Regions from separate parts of the Mus musculus genome. Here region 1 is linked to region 2. A link is a contact called in public HiChIP or PLAC-seq data. All regions are on one chromosome and are shown on one strand. Each heading gives the region's core, a stretch centred on a gene start, on an enhancer-like site or on the middle of the called end of the contact. The rest is flanking DNA. Distances are from core to core; before and after follow the strand shown. Region 1 holds the start of H2-T24 (histocompatibility 2, T region locus 24). Region 2 holds the start of H2-Q1 (histocompatibility 2, Q region locus 1).

Region 1 (4,675 bases), core at 1,608-4,107, 700 kb before region 2:
ACCTCCATCCTCCGCCCCTTTAAAGGACTGGGAAACATCACCAATCACAGGTTTAAAGGGTTTAATAACGTTGTCAACCCCTTAGCTCCTGTTCACATTATTCAATACTCTTTTGGAATATCAGTTAGACCCAGCAGTGGCCAACAGCAGAATTTCACGTTCCATAGTGTCCTGAACTGGTGTCTACCCACACAGCCTGGGAGCCGTGAACGCACTAGCGAAAGCTTGTGCCACATGGTTCTGTAGGTAAAGTGTTTGCTTTGAAGCCTGACAGTGACCTGCCAAGCTTAAGACTGCAGCCACTGACTCCCCTGGCACTTGAACAGGCCTGGTAGGATTGGATGGAGGCTAAGACAGCCCCTACCTGTCTCCTCTCTGCCAAGGAAGGCAGGAAGGGTCCACAGCCAGGAGGCATCTTCAAACTCTCTTTGAAGACCTGGAACGCCACCATGTAAAGATCAAAGTGTCCTCAGACCTCTCCATACACGCTATAGCACACAGGCAACACAACCTCCATTACCAACACAACAGTAATAAAATCGAAACAACAACAACAAAAAAAATTAAAAACCTAACCAGTCAGTCTTGTTCTGCAGCGGGGTAAGAAAGACCAAAACCTAACCCAAGTTACAAGAAAGATAGTGATGGCTACTCAAGACAAGGCCTTCAATCAAACTCAAAGCCCACTGATATGGCTGGCCAGCTTGCTCTGGGGAACCCCATGTCCACCTCTGGAGTTTAGAGTTACCTGCAGGCTGACATACTCATCTAGTTGTTAGCATTGAATTTTATCCCAGTTGGTTCCTGACAGTTCTTCCATGTTTGTATTCCTCTGTTCTGTGTAAGAACCCAGTAACCTCTTTGTACCTAGCCGGTGTGTCACCCAACTTCCCTATTTTCTTCTGTATAAAAAGTTTGATGCTCGATTTGACAAATTACATTCAGATCCACACTCCCTTGTGTCGAGTCTGTCTGTCAATTTCCGCCTACTCCTTGCCCACCTGCACTAGAGACTTGTTCCACGCAGACAAGGGACCAAGAGGGTCTGCGGCACTCGAGCATGCACATGCTCTTGCACGTGTGAGTTTATGTGCGCCATAACTGCAGGTGCCTGTAGAGGCTAGATGAGAGCAATGGATCCCTTGACTGGAGTCACATATGGTTGGGAGCCTCCTGATGGGCATGCTGGGAACCAAACCTGGGTCCTCTGCAAGAGCAGTTAAGCGTTAAGCCATCTCTATCTCTCCAGCCTCTAATTAAACTTTTTCCTTTTTAAGATTTATTTATTTTATGTATGTGAGTACACTGTTGCTGTGCTTCAGACACACCAGAAGAGGGCACTGAGTAGCATTACAGATGGTTGTGAGCCACCATGTGGTTGCTGGGAATTGAACTCAGGACCTCTGGAAGAGCAGTCAGTGCTCTTAACTGCTGAGCCATCTCTCCAGCCCCTAATTAAACCTTTTAATAATTTTTTTTTTCTTAGCACACAAAGTAATGGATTTAGCTGCAGCAGCACTCCAATGCACAATTATCATTCCACTTGGTTCTCTTTTACCCCATCTTTCCATCTTCACCCTCCCTGGTTGTATGTGGGACAGCTTACAGAATAAGGGCACTGAGCACTCTTGCCAGGCCATTGGCTAGGCTGGTAGCTAGCAAGCCCCAGTGATTCCCTCTTCAACACCCCCAGCACTCAAGTCACTGATGTGGCCAGAGGTAGCTGTTTACAGGGGTGCTTGAGATTTGAACTCAGGTCCTCATGTTTGCACAGGGCACAAATTGCTCTTCCAGAGAACCAGACTCAATTTCCTGAATCCATATCTGGTGGCTGACAATCATCTCTGACTCCAACTCCATGGTAGCCAATGCCACATCCTTGGATGCCCACCCAAATGTGGCACACATTCACGCACACACTGTGGTAGTTTGAATATGCTTGGCCCAGGAAGTGGAACTATTAGGTGGTGTAGCCTTGTTGAAGGAAGTGTGTCACTGTGAGGGTGGGCTTTGAGACCCTTCCCCTGGCTGCCTGGAAGACAGTATTCTGGTGCCCATCACAAGATATAGAGCTCTCAGCTCTATCTCCAGCACCATGCCTGCTTTCATGCTGCCATGCTTCCTGCCTTGATAATAATGGACTGAACCTATGAACCTGTAAGCCAGCCCCAGTTAAATGTTATCCTTTGTAAGAGTTGCCTTGGTGTCTCTTCACAGAAATGGAAACCCTAAGACTAAGACACACACACACACACACACACACACACACACACACACACCAGTTAAAAATAAGATGAATCTTTTTTTCTAAAAGAAAATAACAGAAACTACCTAATGAGAAGGAAACAGAAAGCAACAGGCACACTACACTAGAACAGTGGATGCCTTGTCTGGAAGGCTCTTGATGCTTTAGGTAATTACACTGAAATGACTGCAGTTCCACAAAGATACAAGTTAGCTAACTACCCAGCAGTAGAAAAGTGCTACAGTTTCGGTTTCGACTTCCCAGCTTCATCACTTCCCCACCCCCACCCCGCAGGAAAGCGCTGAAGTCTGACAGACTGACAGTGGGGCGGGGCGCTGAAGTCTAACACTGTTAACTGCCCCAAAGCCCAAAGTAAACAAGCTGAAACTCCTGGAAAAGAGTCAGAAATGTCATACAGAGGGCTCACTCCCCCTAGGGGCACTAGCCTGCAAGCCAGCAGACCCATATCCAGAAAAGAAAGCCTTCATCCTAGTGGGAAGCTCTGCAGGAACCCCTAAAGCTTGAAACTGAACCAGCCTTATCTGTTAACAGGCTTCACCCCACCCCCACCCCCACCCTATTGGTTTCCGCAGGCAGTCGCGACTTCTCTAAAGTCTAGTTTCTCAGGACAGTGGAAGCTTAAAGCTTGATCCTGACACCATGTGGGCTCTTATCTTCTGGCTTCTGAGTCACCCCCAGGACGGCGGAGCCCGTAAGTAGGGTTGTGTGCTGGGTAAATTTAAGACCGGAAAACCTCCAACCTCGAACCTTGGGCCATTTTGCAGAAGACTAGGTTTCAGTTAGTAGCTCTGTCTTCAAACTTGCTATGTAGACCAGGCTGGCCTTGAACTCAAAGGAGTTGGGACTAAAGGCATGCACCGCCAAACCAGCCCTTTCCTTACATTCTAATGTGGTTTTGAGTATTTGCTTGTATGTGTGCATAACATGCCAGAGGTCAGAAGAGGGCATGAAGCTCCCTCCAGCTGGTGCTCAGAACTATACCACAGTCTTCTGGAAGAACAGTAAGTGCTCTTAACAGCTGGGCTGCCTTCCCTACTTCTGCGAACTACATGTTTACTTATAAAGTATACACTGTGCACACTGTTGTGTAAATTTATCCATATGCATGTTTGTGTGTGCTCATGTGTAGCCTGCAACCCATAGTATAGCCCAGATGTGGAGGTCAGAGGACAACCTAATTTGGATCAGGTCTCCTTCCACCATATGGGTGGCAGCAGGTGCCTTTACTAGCTGAGCAGTCTGTCTCCCTGGCATCATCATTTGTTAAAGTCCTGGTTCTTTCTGCCAGCCCCATGCTCCTGGACATAAGATTCAGGCTCAAATTATATTTACAAATACCTTGGCCATATAGCTAGGCTCTACTCTGACTAGATTATAACTAAAAAATACCCATTTATTTTAAGCTGCATTTTGCCACGTGGCTGATTACTTGTGCTCAGGTACCACGTGTCCATGTGTCTGTCTCCTCACCTTTTTCCAGGCTCCTCTCTCTCCCGGACTCCTCCTCTCCCAGAATTCTTTCTCCTCCCAATGTCCCACCTCTATTTCCTGCTTAAGCTGTAGGCTTTTAAATTGACAGGTAAGGCATCCACAATACACAAGATGATCTCTCTACAGTCATTATCATTATCATCATCATTAATAATAATTATTGTATTATAGGATTCTATTTATGTGACCCTCAAATTCATGATCCTCCTGCCTCACACATACATGTATAATTATGTATTTCTGCTAGCTGGTTATAATGGTTGATTTCGTGTGTCAATTTGACTAGAACACAATATTCAGTTGAAATGGAGCTGGATATGGCATCTCACACCCATGATCCTGTAATCATTTGGAAGACTGAGTAGGAAGATTACTGAGTTCTAGGCAACCCTCCACCCAACCCCAGAAAAATAACTACTGTAGATATTTCAGGATGTGAGTGGCTTCCTCGTCCTCCTAAACAGGGACCACCCAGGGCAACCTGGAAATCCTGCCTGGGTGTGTATCCACTGTGTATCCACTGATAAAGACAAAAGCCAGGAGGCAGAGGCTGAGGACTTGGAAGGCAGGCGGATCTCTCTGAGTAAAGGACAGCCTGATCTACAGAGTGAGTTCCAGGACAGCCAAGGCTCCCCACAAAACAAAACAACAACAACAAAATGCAGTTCAATACACACTAGAATTTGATACAATACAATGAAATCTTATTTGGCTATAAAATGAAATTCTATGCCCTTTTTAAGCAAAATTAAATTATGATATTGGGAGAGATGGATAAAACTGAAAGAAGCAAACCTCAGAAAGACAAATATACATCTTGTCTCTGGAACTCCAGTTTACAATTATTATTATTTTGTATGTGCTGAGTATAATGGTGCACACCTGTGATCCCAGCATTGGGAGGTGCAGGCAGAAAGA
Region 2 (4,383 bases), core at 268-2,767:
CCAATAAGGCCTCATGTGACCATTCACCAGTGTAGGAATAAAGAGAATTGGGTTGTCGAAGGGGTGCAAACCCCACAGACAGGGAGGGATCTGGGAGAATGTATTCTTTAGAAAATTCTAGAAACTGGGGCAACCAGCCTAGTGTAGGGGAGTCCATGTCAGGGAAAGGAGACTTCCGGTCCTGAGGTGTAAGGACTGACACACTCAGCAGGACAGGAGTCAGTGTCCACACACAGTGGGTGTGGGCAGAGAACCCAGCCTGGGAGAGGCCATGGCTGACAGAGGCTACAGGGGAACTGAAGGGAGCAGCTGTTGTTACCTCAGGGAAATTCTCTCCTTCCCTCCTGAGACAGCCTGGGCACTGTCCAGGGAGAAGCCTGAGCCCTGGGAGAGTCAGTGCAGTCACTGTGATGAGGGATCAGGAGACCCAGGGACACTGTCTCCCCTCTGAGACAGGGGCATCACCCCAGCTGAGGGTTTCTTCTTCCCCAGGACTGAGCCCCAGCCAGAGACCTGTGCGCAGCAGCATCTCCTTCCCGAGCTCCAGGTATCTGTGGAGCCACATCAGGCACTTGCCCTCCAGGTAGGTCCTGTGTTTCTCAGCAGCACCAGCCTGCTCCCACTTGCGTCGGGTTTCCTGAGCTGCCACATCTGCTGCTGTCCAGGTTTCCAGGTCTTCATTCAGGGCGATGTAATCAAGGCCATCATAGGCGAACTGCAGGTACCCGCTTTGAAGGCGCCCATCTGACCCCAGATCACAGCCAGACAACTTCTGGAAGGTGTGAATGCCTGCAGGAACCCTGGGTCAGCGCCTCGCTCCCCCGGCCCCGCCCACGCGCGACTCCACAGAACTGAAAGGGAATCCGGTCCCGGGTCAGTTCTGCTCCTGAACCTGGGACTTGAGAAGCAGGAGGTCTCTGGCCCCTGTGTAGGGACGTCGAGGGGTCGTGACCTCCGACCAGGGGTCACTCACCGCCCTTGCTCTGGTTGTAGTAGCTGAGCAGGGTGCTCAGGCTCTCTTGGAATCTCTTCTCACTGCCCTTGACTCTCCGTGTGTTCCGTTCCCAATACTCCGGCCCCTCCTGCTCCATCCACGGCGCCCGCGGCTCATATCTCGGATTCTTCGCGTCGCTGTCGAAGCGCACAAACTGCGTGTCGTCCACGTAGCCGACAGAGATGAACCGGGGCTTCCCGAAGCCGGGCCGGGACACCGAGGTCTCGAAATACCGCAGCGAGTGTGAGCCTGGGGGCGGCGCGCGGTGAAACTCGGACCTCCTCCCGAGACTCCCGGCGGTCCGTGGTCCGAGAGGGGAGCAGGGCGCGGGACGTGGGTGGAGAAGGGGCGGAGGGTCTGGTGGGCGACGCGGGGACGCAGCATCCCAGGTGCCGGCCGCGACCCTCTTCTCAGAGCCCGTTTCTCTTCGGACCCCGCACTCACCCGCTCCGGTTTTGGTCAGGGTCAGGGCGGCTGCCAGCAGCAGGAGCAGCCTTCCCAGTGCCATTGCCCCATCTGGAATACAGGGCATCTGAGGCCCTCGAGCTGCGTGGACTTTATAACCAGCGCCCACAGAGTAGCTGGTTGGTTCCCCAGGATCCTGCCACCCAATGGACCTGCCAGATAATTCCTGCTACCTCAGGAGGTCAGAGAGGGCATCAGATCCCCAGGAGCTATAAAGTGGTGCTGCTCCAGGGCAAGGGAGGGGCAGGAGCTGAGCTGCAGGAGAGGGTGGTGTCTGCAGGGAACAGAGTGAGGCCCTTGTGCAGCTGTGTCTTAGTGAGGGTTTCTATTGCTGTGATAAGACCCCATGACCAAAAGCAACTTGAGGAAGAAAGGGTTTATTTCAGTTTACACTTCCACATCTCAGTCTATCATTGAAGAGATTCAGGGCAGGAACTTGAGAGAGGATTCTAAGTGGGAACTGAAGCAGAGAGAATGGGGACCAGTGCTAATAGCTTTGTAGCTCATGGCTTGCTCAGCCTGCTTTCTTATACAATCCCTGATCACCAGCCAAGACCACCTGCAGTGGGCTGAGCCCTTCCATACTGATCATTAATAATAATTTTAAAAATGCCTTATAGACTTTCCCAAAAGCGTCCTGGATGGATGCAATTTCTCAATTCAGGATCCTCTTCTTATATATGTCTCAGTTGGTGTGGAGTTGACAAAATGCAAACAGCACAGCCTCCTGGTGCAGGGTCACTCAGTGAGAGCTGAGGGAGGAGGATGTGTGAGTTCCTCCCTCTGAGCTGAGCCAGGGACCTGCCCTGTGGATGGAGGCCCCATGGAAAAACAGTTGGAATGCAAGGAATGGGAGCACAGTGGGGTCCAACTCCATTCCTGCCCCTCAGTCTGAGGACATTTCTCTCCCTGCCTGTGTTTGACAATATTGATATAACCTCGGGAGGGACTGATAAAGTCAGTGCAAGGGAGGAGATGGGGAGAGAAATAGGGACAGTTTATTACCTCAGAACAGGGTAATCTGATTTGGGGGAGACTGAGGAGAGGTAGGTAGGTAGTTTACAGATAGATATATAGACATTCATATAGACACAGAATTAAAAAGGAATGAGAAGTGCTCTTCCACACTTTGGACATTGACAATTTCCCTTCGTGCTCAGACTTCTTGCAGTTTTAGGTCCTGCTCCAACAGACACCTGCCCAGCTGGGGAAACATTCAGGGCTGACCCTGTGGGCTTGTTAGAGTTCTTGCATGGATCAGAGAACCATGAGGTTTTGCAAAGGTCACACAACACAACAGACTTCATGTGAGAGATTTATTGTGGGTGGGTAGTGAGTATGGAAGAGAAAAAGAGGGGGCTGTGGAGACCTGAGCTGGATAAGGATACACAACTTGTGGCTACAGTAGAAATGTGTCACATTTGGTGGCTGGTGATGATGTGGCTTCTGGAACTGAGAGGCTGAAAGCAGGCTGGTTCTGGAATGTGGGTGGTCATTGGTTGACAGACATCCCTTCTTCTTATTTACTATATATGGTGAGAAAATAGGAAGGGGTGTCTGGTGAAGCAGAAATGGGGTTACTGAGCTCTTTAGAATCCTCCTGTTGTCTTGGGGGAGGTGTCACTATCTTTGGGGACCCAAGAAAGCTGGGATGCTGGGTAGGTTCAAAAAAAGCATGCTGTTCCCTCACTGTCCAGGCTCTGCAGGACCACCTGCAGCTGGGGAATGCAGATGCATCTTTCAGTTGAACCATCATGGGGCAGGTGCTTTGAAGCTGTGTCTGGCATGCAGAGGTTGAGGAAACACCTGGAGCTAGCATTTTACTGAAACCTATCTGTATATATAAAGATCAGAAGGTAATGTTAAGGAGGCTAGAATAATTTTTTTCTTTAGGATTAATGTTTTAAACCCATAGGCTTATTAGTTGGGGGTGGGGCATCCCAAGACCACAGAAAAGGAGAGGATAACCCCACCCTTAGGACTAAGCTGAACAGGCAGGAGATGAAACAGGCTGTTGATTGACAGTTCTTATCTGGAGTCCATTTGACCTGTGGGAAGTGGATTCAAGTAGATTCTTTGAAGCTTCAAAGAATTTTAAAAGTTTACAAAATGAGATAAATTTTAGACATGTAAACATACCACTGTGGATTCTGTGCTGAACTTCACATTGTAAAAACGGCAGCAGACTCATGCCTTTGAGTCTTAGTAAAAGCTTGTGGACTCCAAAAGTGGATTTGGAGGTAAAACCACGAAGATTCCTACCTCTATCCAGAACACAGGGTGCATAGAGATTGGACAGATGTTTTTAGCTCAGTGAGAAGCACTTTTAAGTCTATTCTTAGAAGACAACCATAGGAAATTCATAATCTTGAGCTTGTAACTATAATAGCAATTATTGATTATCATAGATAGATCAATAACTCATCAGAACTCCATTGATGAATGTTAAAACTCTGAAACTTTTAGATCTTAATGTAACAATAGCATAGAGAGGAAAGATCTGAAACATTTTTCATTTTTACATACACCTTAAATCACTTTCTTATACCTCTACAAACTGCATTTATACATCTTAAATCACCTCCTTAGACCTTTATAAATTGAATTTAAAACACTTTTGACTTTTATAAGTCCAGTTCAGAGATCTGAAAGCACACTTTTAAGATCATTGTAACGTACTTAACATTTCGTATCCTTAGAAGTTACATAAACTTTACATTTTTTCTATCCAATTATTCACCACAAGAAACAGGTGGTTGGTTACTGAGAGCAAACATACTGGTAAAAAAAACTTCCTTTACATAAAGGAATAGTAAAATGTTACATTGAAATCTGTTGTGTGAATTTTTCTCTTCTTAGAACCTGGTCACAATGTGGTCAGTGTGGAGACCCAGTAGCAACTCTAGGAAAGTGTCCATGATTTT

What was found. HiChIP or PLAC-seq counts read pairs in DNA pulled down with a chosen protein or histone mark.
Region 1: an H3K4me3 HiChIP or PLAC-seq map of stem cell-derived neural progenitor cells shows a contact between it and region 2, with 5 times the contacts expected there. The contact joins the promoter of H2-T24 here to the promoter of H2-Q1 in region 2. A contact is called at or near these places in 2 of 115 datasets of contacts at active chromatin or transcription factors (embryonic stem cells and stem cell-derived neural progenitor cells).

Annotation. Positions count from the first base shown.
Region 1 is chr17:36,018,742-36,023,416 of GRCm38.p6, reverse strand. It overlaps H2-T24 (histocompatibility 2, T region locus 24), which reads left to right and starts at 2,857. Exons shown (of 6, transcript NM_008207.3): 1 at 2,857-2,957. The coding sequence starts at 2,906. The region is part of intron 1 of A930015D03Rik (RIKEN cDNA A930015D03 gene); the gene reads right to left.
Region 2 is chr17:35,317,681-35,322,063 of GRCm38.p6, reverse strand. H2-Q1 (histocompatibility 2, Q region locus 1) reads right to left here and starts at 1,517. Exons shown (of 8, transcript NM_010390.4): 1 at 1,439-1,517; 2 at 974-1,243; 3 at 514-789. The coding sequence starts at 1,502.